Regions from separate parts of the Mus musculus genome. Here region 1 is linked to region 2. A link is a contact called in public promoter capture Hi-C data. All regions are on one chromosome and are shown on one strand. The core of a region is the stretch at or near the end of the contact, and the rest is flanking DNA. Distances in the headings are between cores, read along the strand shown. Region 1 has its middle 7.0 kb from the start of Serpina1e. Region 2 holds the start of Serpina6 (serine (or cysteine) peptidase inhibitor, clade A, member 6).

Region 1 (3,559 bases), core at 101-2,600, 310 kb after region 2:
CATTTCTACCTCTTGAGAAAGAAAAATCAGAAGTGCAGTCAAAACGAGGCACAGATGGTTTCATATAGGAGCTGGATAGATGAACAACACGTCCGAGGTCACAGGCTGGGTGTTGAAGCTGGGTTGCTGTTCCCTGGGGTCAAGAAGCAAGGACACTTTTCTGAGAGAAAAGAGAGTTCTCCAGGGAAGGCAGGAAGTCATTCATGGAAGCTGAGCAGCTGTAAGTCAACAGGGCAGGAACCATCTGCTTGAGTGTCCAGGCATAGAGGCTTACTGACCAAACTAGTATTGTTCCTTCTGGTAGAGTCAGTTCTGGGCAAGATGCTTTGCCATTCTGCAGCGGGGCAGAACCCTGTGGGGGAGGGTAAGTCAAGGGAATGATGCAATCTACCCCCAACGGTAGGTGTTCTCTCTCAGCTTTGCCCGTTCTGACCTCCAGAACATGCTGTGACTGGTTGGCTGGCTGACCATTCTGCGGCCATTTTAGGTGCTTTTTTGTTTTATGGTACACCTTTCAGAACAACTGTGGAGACTGTTGACAGCGCATGCCCACCCTTCTTTTTTCTCCCTCTTGTCTGCATCCATAGCCTTTTTCCATATCTGTTCTAGCATAATCACGATGGTTGACAACTACTGGGCATGTGGCACAGGACAGATGCCCTTCTGAGCAGCACGTGGATCCTGGTCCTCACACTGAGCCCTCAGGTCTACTCTCTTCTGATTTCTACCTTGTAGATGAGGCAGGGAAGGCTCACTGGAGTCCAGCATGTAGCCTTAGATCATCACAAGGGAGAGAAAAAAAAAAAAAAAAAAAAAAAACAGTGTAACCTGATATATACCCGAAAGATGGTGGCGTGAGTCACTTGGCTGCGTCTCTTGACTGTAAGCTGCCGGAGTTAGGGGATCATGTTCTCTGACGCCTTGGTTCTGTGCTAAGCAAAGAGCAGGTTGTCTGAGACAACTGAGAGACAGAGTTAATTATTGGGAAGAAAGACGGTGTTTTTCTTTCTGGGTGGTTAAGGTTGGCACCTCTTCTGCTAGAAAGAGCATTTGGGACGTTAGATGTTTATATGAGGCACACTCTCGGTTACTCTAGAATAGCCAGGGAGACATAGCAAAGAACTCATTTTATTAAAGGCTTTAAAAAGTAATAATTAAACAAAATCTTTTATGCCTTATTCTTTGAGCTGGGAGGGAAGACTAGAGCGGAGGAGGTGGCAGACAAGATGGCCAAATCTGCTTCCTTATGTGGCCTCTTCTCGGAAATGGAACAGGCCATAGCAGAGGGAGGGTTGAACGGGGAGGGTGGGAACCACTGCCAGGGAAGGCCAATTGCATAACTGAGTGGGTGTCCTTCTCTGCCTAGGACTTTACCCAGCCTGGCTTTCACCTTGACCTCCCAACCCAGGATCTGCCTAGCATATTCCCAGGAAATCAGCCAGCTCCCTGCCTCCTGGCTGACAGCAAGCCTCGTAGCCAATTGCTGTACAGAAGCACTTCTTTCCCAAGGGGCTCTGTAAGAGGAGTTTGTCTTAGCTGCATTGTAGGGGAGGTTCAGAGAGGCCTTCTAGGATGACCAGTGATCTCTCTGGGCCACCTTCATCCCTGCACCTCAGCTGCTGCATGCTGACCTGCGCCATGCTGACTCCTGCTCTTACATCTGAGGGCTGTATTTTTTTCCCTAAGGCATTCTTAACATGCAGAAGTCAGTAAATACCGAATCTATTCTTTAGCAGATTTTTATGTCTGCAGACAACTACATAATTGCTCCTCTGAACAAAACAGAAAACACACACACACACACACACACACACACACACACACACAGGCAGGCACATTATCAGCCCCATACAAGACTTTGGAGATCTCCTTCCATATTCAATGTACTCTGGGACAATGATGCCATTGGAGACACCCCATGAAGGCCAGATAGTATGGACCTTGAGGACAGTCAGAGTCAGAAACTTCAGAACTCAGTTCACTATGGACAAGTCGGTTAACCCCTTGTGGTTCTGTTGTATTTATGTAAGAATAAGATCATAGAAGGTTTTAAGGTAGGTCCTTAAGTAGCATGAGTGAATAGGAGCAACTGCCATAGGGTGGAGAGATGCCCACAGTGTGCCTCTCTTTCCACTTCTCTCTCGTTGCTCCTGGACTTTTGCTTTGAACATGGAGACATGAAAGAACAGGATGGGTGTGGTGGCACATGCCTGTCATCCCAACACCTAGGAGACAAAAACAGAAGGATCAGAGCAAAACTGAAGCCAGCTTGAATTATATACTGAATTCTAGGCTAGCCTGGTCTAAATATTGAGACCCTGTCTCAAGCATCAGCCACCAAAAAGGTGAGGAAAAAAACAGAGAAATTCATAACACTGTAAAGGGTAAGGGTATAGATACATGTGCACATACACACACACACACACACACACACACACACACACAGTATATGTATAGAAGATTTCAGAAGGAGACAAAGTGGTGATTATCCCAGAACACAAACTTACCAGCGAGAGCCGCTAAGACTTTGTTCTTTATCTTCTCATACATTGCTTATGTTTCTACAAGAACAGCATGCCTCTGTAAGAAAGGCCTTTACTTCATTTTGACTTAATCAAATGGATGCTGCATTGGAATGTGTGGTTGTTTCTTTCATGGTCCTTAGATGGCGCCTTTCTGTGGTCCTACTAACTCCTGCCTGGGAACACAGCCTGAGGAAGCAGACTGTTGCCCAGCAGACTCTGCTGGAACTGGGCTTAGATCTTGTGTAGTTGCTTCCTGGTGTGAGAACTTAGGATAATATGTTTATCTTCCTGCAGCTTCTACCAGGAACATCTCCAGGACATTCAGCACAGCCTGGGAGTTGGCAAGGCTTGGCTTTTGGAAATTAACCTGTTGACCATCTTCTTGTGGAGAGACCTTGGAGAATGCAGTATTTTTATGTCTAAAGTCATGTTTTAGATGCAAAGGCAATGTCTGGAGATCCATGCCTGGAAGCTTTGCTTCCCTGTAAAGCATTTGGGTCATTAGCCACCTGTAGCAGGACACCTGGGGTAGGACACCTGGGGCAGGACACCTGGGGCAGGACACCTGGGATAGGACATCTGGGGTAGGACATCTGGGGCAGGACACCTGGGGTAGGTCACCTGGGGCAGGACACCTGGGGGAAGACACCTGGGGTAGGACATCTGGGGCAGGACACCTGGGGCAGGACACTATGGATATTGTGACTTGTCTCTTTGAGGATTGCAAACCTCCCTCTCTTAGGACAGTTCTGAAACAGTATCCTGATGTGTTTCTCCAGATATTGGTGGTTGTCATTGACTGTCAGTTTGATGGGTCATAGAATCATCTAGTAGTTGAAGCTCTGAGCATGTTTGTGAAGTTTCCAAATTGGCTTAGTATAGGTCGAAAGACCCATAGACTGTTGGCTGCACCATGCTGTGTGCTAGGGCCCTGGACATTTACGGTCAAAACGAACCCTTCTGGCCTTAAGCCGCTGTTTTCAGCTATTCTGTTACAGGAATGAGAAAAGTCGCTGCTGAGTAGTGATAATCCC
Region 2 (3,505 bases), core at 889-3,388:
TCTTTATTGTGCAAACCCACCTTTTTACATTCTATGTAATTTTTAATAGCCTTGATGTTGACTTGTTGATGGGCTCTGTGTTAATCAGTGCCTATAGCAAAGAAAAAGGAGCTTCGCTGATAAGCTAGGCTTGAGAGTCACAATAGGCTCTCCATTGATAGAGTCTGGGAAAGAGAATCAGTTCTCTTTAGTAATGCCACTCCTGAGAGACTAGCCGCACTTCAGTAGCTGGCCCTACTCCTGTGTACATATTGGCTACATGAAGCAGCCACAGTATCTTTTTTTTTTTTTTAAAGAGCACATGAAGTTGGGAGGGATGTAGGACATTGGAGAGTTGGATGTGAGGAGAGGCAGTGGCGAGCAAATTTGGTCAGAACACACATCCCTGTATGAAATTTTCAGACAAAAAAAAATTAGCCATGGATCAAAATTAGACATCAATGTTTTTGGAGTTACTCAATCCAGAAAGATAACAGCTATGACTGAAGTGAGATCAGGATAGGACACTGCTGTGCAGGAGCCGAGTTGACAGGAGTTCCAGCGGCCCTGCGAGACTCACCCACACTGATGCTGGGGGCTAGAGTTCCTCAGGACCCAGTCCTTCTTATGTTGGACTGATCACCATCTGGCTGCAGCATGGCTGAGTATCACAGGTCTCCCTCCTCCACCCCTGCACACTACATTCTTACTCTGTTGCAAGCCAGGTTAGAGGTTAGGGCAGGACAGGGCAGGGCAGGGCAGGCAAGGCATGGCAGGCCACTACAGTCCCTTAGTGTTTGCTGAGCTCTGTCCTGGCCTGAGACCTGGAGATAAAGATGGCCCTCCTCTGACTGCCCCATGGGGCTCCCCTCTAGGCCCACCCCTTCCTTTTCTCCCCTGTCTCATTCCCTCTTGGCCTTTGAGATTCAGGTGCTTGGTTACTGCCTCCAGGAAGCTTTTCTTCTCCCCTTCTCTCTGCCACCGGCCTTGTTGGTTTCATCTTGGTTTCAGCACCGGGCTATACCTGTCTATGAATCCCCCTTGGGGAAGGAATACCCCAGTCAACAGTTGGCTTGGCCTTCTTTCTCTTCCTGCTGTTTCTGGGTGCAACTGTGTGCCTCATTCTCCCTGTATCAAACCTACAGGCTGGAGAGTAAATCCTCCTGCCTCAGAAGACGGTTGTGAATGCCTGGTGTGGCTGTCATCAGTGCATGATTATGCACACTCACTTCACGAGGCATCCTGCACCTCATTGTAGAGATGGGACACCAGAGCTAGGTGATGTAGAGCTTCCGTGTAGGTCGGGGTGTGCACCTTCAGAGTCACACCTCTTGCTTTCTCTACTGAAAACCACGTGGCCAGCAAGGTGGCTCTTTAAGGCCAGCCTACAAAAAAGACTAAGGTCATGTGTTTCTTCCTAGTAATATCTTCCTTGCCACGCCTCTCTGAAGTGCCTTGGATCAGGCGGGGATTTAGGCATCATAGCACGTGGTGTGATGCACAGAGAAGCAGGTCATTCTCCCTCCAGCTGTATCACCCCCCACTACACATTACTGAGTTACTATGGCATGGGGTGTGGGCACTCTTTAGAGGGTCCCTGCATATACCACCTGTGCACTACAACCCTACTCAATAGTGCTGCCTGGCACTAATCCATCTCAGCTCTGAGATTCCTTCTCATTCCTGGATGCTAAGGCACCAGGCAACAGGTAGCAATAAAGCATAAACCCAGCTCTCAGTGACAGCCTCCTGCAATGTAAGAAGCTGAAGGGAAATCAAAACCAAGTGGCTGAACCACAGACTATGGGATCGAAGAAGTATTCCACATGGTCGCCTCATGACACAGCTAGCTACCCTCATGTTCATCTATTAAAAATCTCAAGCAAGCAGGCACTGCTGTGTTCTGGAGTGCAGCAGATATAGAGTCAGGGACCCTGGTAGGAGCAAGAGGCACAGAGTACTGTCAGGGGTGACTCACGTCTGCTGTGGGCTCCAGCTGTTCCTTCTGGCTCTGCTTTGCTGTCTGGAATCCTAGCACACGTACAGTAAGGCTTCGGGGAGACTCCCCACTAAATCTTGTTTGCTGGTGTCTTGCTGGTTAATGGTTAGAGGAGGGGGGCAGTGGCCTTCACCATTTGGTGGCCCCCACCCCCCAAGCATCAACCAATGGGAAGCTTTATAGAAAGTAAGGGTAAACACAGCAATTCTGCAAATCAGCTCGACATTGCATGCTGTCCCCTGAAGTTTTATTTTTAATATCAAAGTGTGGCTAGAGTTGCGTCAGGGTTCATGGTTGCCCTGTGCCATCTGGCAGGGGACTCATTGGTGTCATTGATAAGCGCCATGGCATGGACTCTGTGAGGAGCCAGGTGCCTTGGCACCAGGAGGGGAAGAATCAGGCAAGGGTAGGGGAAACAGAGATGTATGAATGAATGTGTGACTGTCCAAGGTCTTTCCCTGGGTTATCTCAGGCCTCCCAATGATTCACTGAACAGACTGCTACGATCTCCCTTCTTTATGAGATTGTCTTGACCTAGTTGTGCTTTTAATTGAAGTTTTCTGTTGTCACCGGGGTTGAACCCAAGACCTTATGCATGCTGGTCAAGGGCTCTGCCACTGAGCTCTGTACCTTAGCAATGTCTCTTCTTTAAAGAAGGAAACTGAGAAGGGCTGGAGATGGAATGAACTGCCCTGCAGCCAATTCCCTCCTGAAGTCCAGCTCTCTTACTCTCACCCGTGCGTTTACTCTCCAGATCACTTTTGTCGCAGGAGGCACACATCAAAGAAATACTATTTGTGTTTCTTTGTTTTCCTTTATAACTAGGACTTCCAAGGAGTGGAAAGGCTGCAGGGTCTCCAGTCAGTCACTATCTTTCTTCTCCTTCTTCTCCTCTCATTCCATAGTACTTCTGTTGCAGTGGGGAGAAAGAGCCTGCCAGAGCCTTAGTTGGTGCGATCTCGTGGATCTCACAGGCTAAAAGCAAAGGGAAAATTAATGTGTGTATGTATGTATGTACGTACGTACGTATGTATGGCCTCACAGTTTCTTTCAGCCCCTCAGAGGACTGTGGACAGAAGTATTTGTCTGTCCCTGCACCAACCACACGGTCCAAGGGAATGTGCCTCTGTGAATACCCACCACGAACCCTGAGCCCTGGGGCCTCAAGTGCAGAGCTCTGTGTCCCAAACCCTGAGCCTACAGCCCCGAGCCCCAAGCCCCAAGCCCCAAGCCGAGCCCAGAGCCCTGTGCTTGATTGACAGCAGCATCACTTCCAAAAAAGGATGAAGGGCGCTGCTCCCATGGGAAATAAGGAAGGTTAGAGGTCATGCCTCGAAGTTTGGGCAGTCCAGTTTTGTTAATAATTGTTGCCCCTTTCAAGATTTCTAGTTTGTAAGCCAATTTTGGACATTATTGCCAAAGATTTGTCTCATCTTGATTTGTAGAATAAATATTTTTCATAGCTAGCTGAGTGTACTGGTATGCTCCTTTAATTCCAGCACTGGGAAAGCAGAGTCAGGTGTGTGT

The links. Promoter capture Hi-C pulls out the DNA fragments that hold promoters and counts their contacts.
Region 1: a contact with region 2 is called in a promoter capture Hi-C map of liver, with 2.6 times the contacts expected there. The contact joins the enhancer-like site here to the promoter of Serpina6 in region 2. A contact is called at or near these places in 7 of 39 promoter capture datasets (the 3T3-L1 cell line, 3T3-L1-derived adipocytes, embryonic stem cells and 3 more), 1 of 484 Hi-C or Micro-C datasets (liver) and 1 of 9 other capture datasets (liver).

What each region holds. Positions count from the first base shown.
Region 1 is chr12:103,962,156-103,965,714 of GRCm38.p6, forward strand. No RefSeq gene overlaps it. Among named protein-coding and RNA genes, the nearest start is that of Serpina1e, 7.0 kb to the left of the region's middle. Within about 2 kb of position 1,351, at least 13 of the 459 cell types and tissues checked have an H3K27ac peak or open chromatin away from gene starts, as enhancers often do. A contact at or near this core is called in liver, where this site is marked.
Region 2 is chr12:103,655,080-103,658,584 of GRCm38.p6, forward strand. Serpina6 (serine (or cysteine) peptidase inhibitor, clade A, member 6) reads right to left here and starts at 2,139. Exons shown (of 5, transcript NM_007618.3): 1 at 1,958-2,139.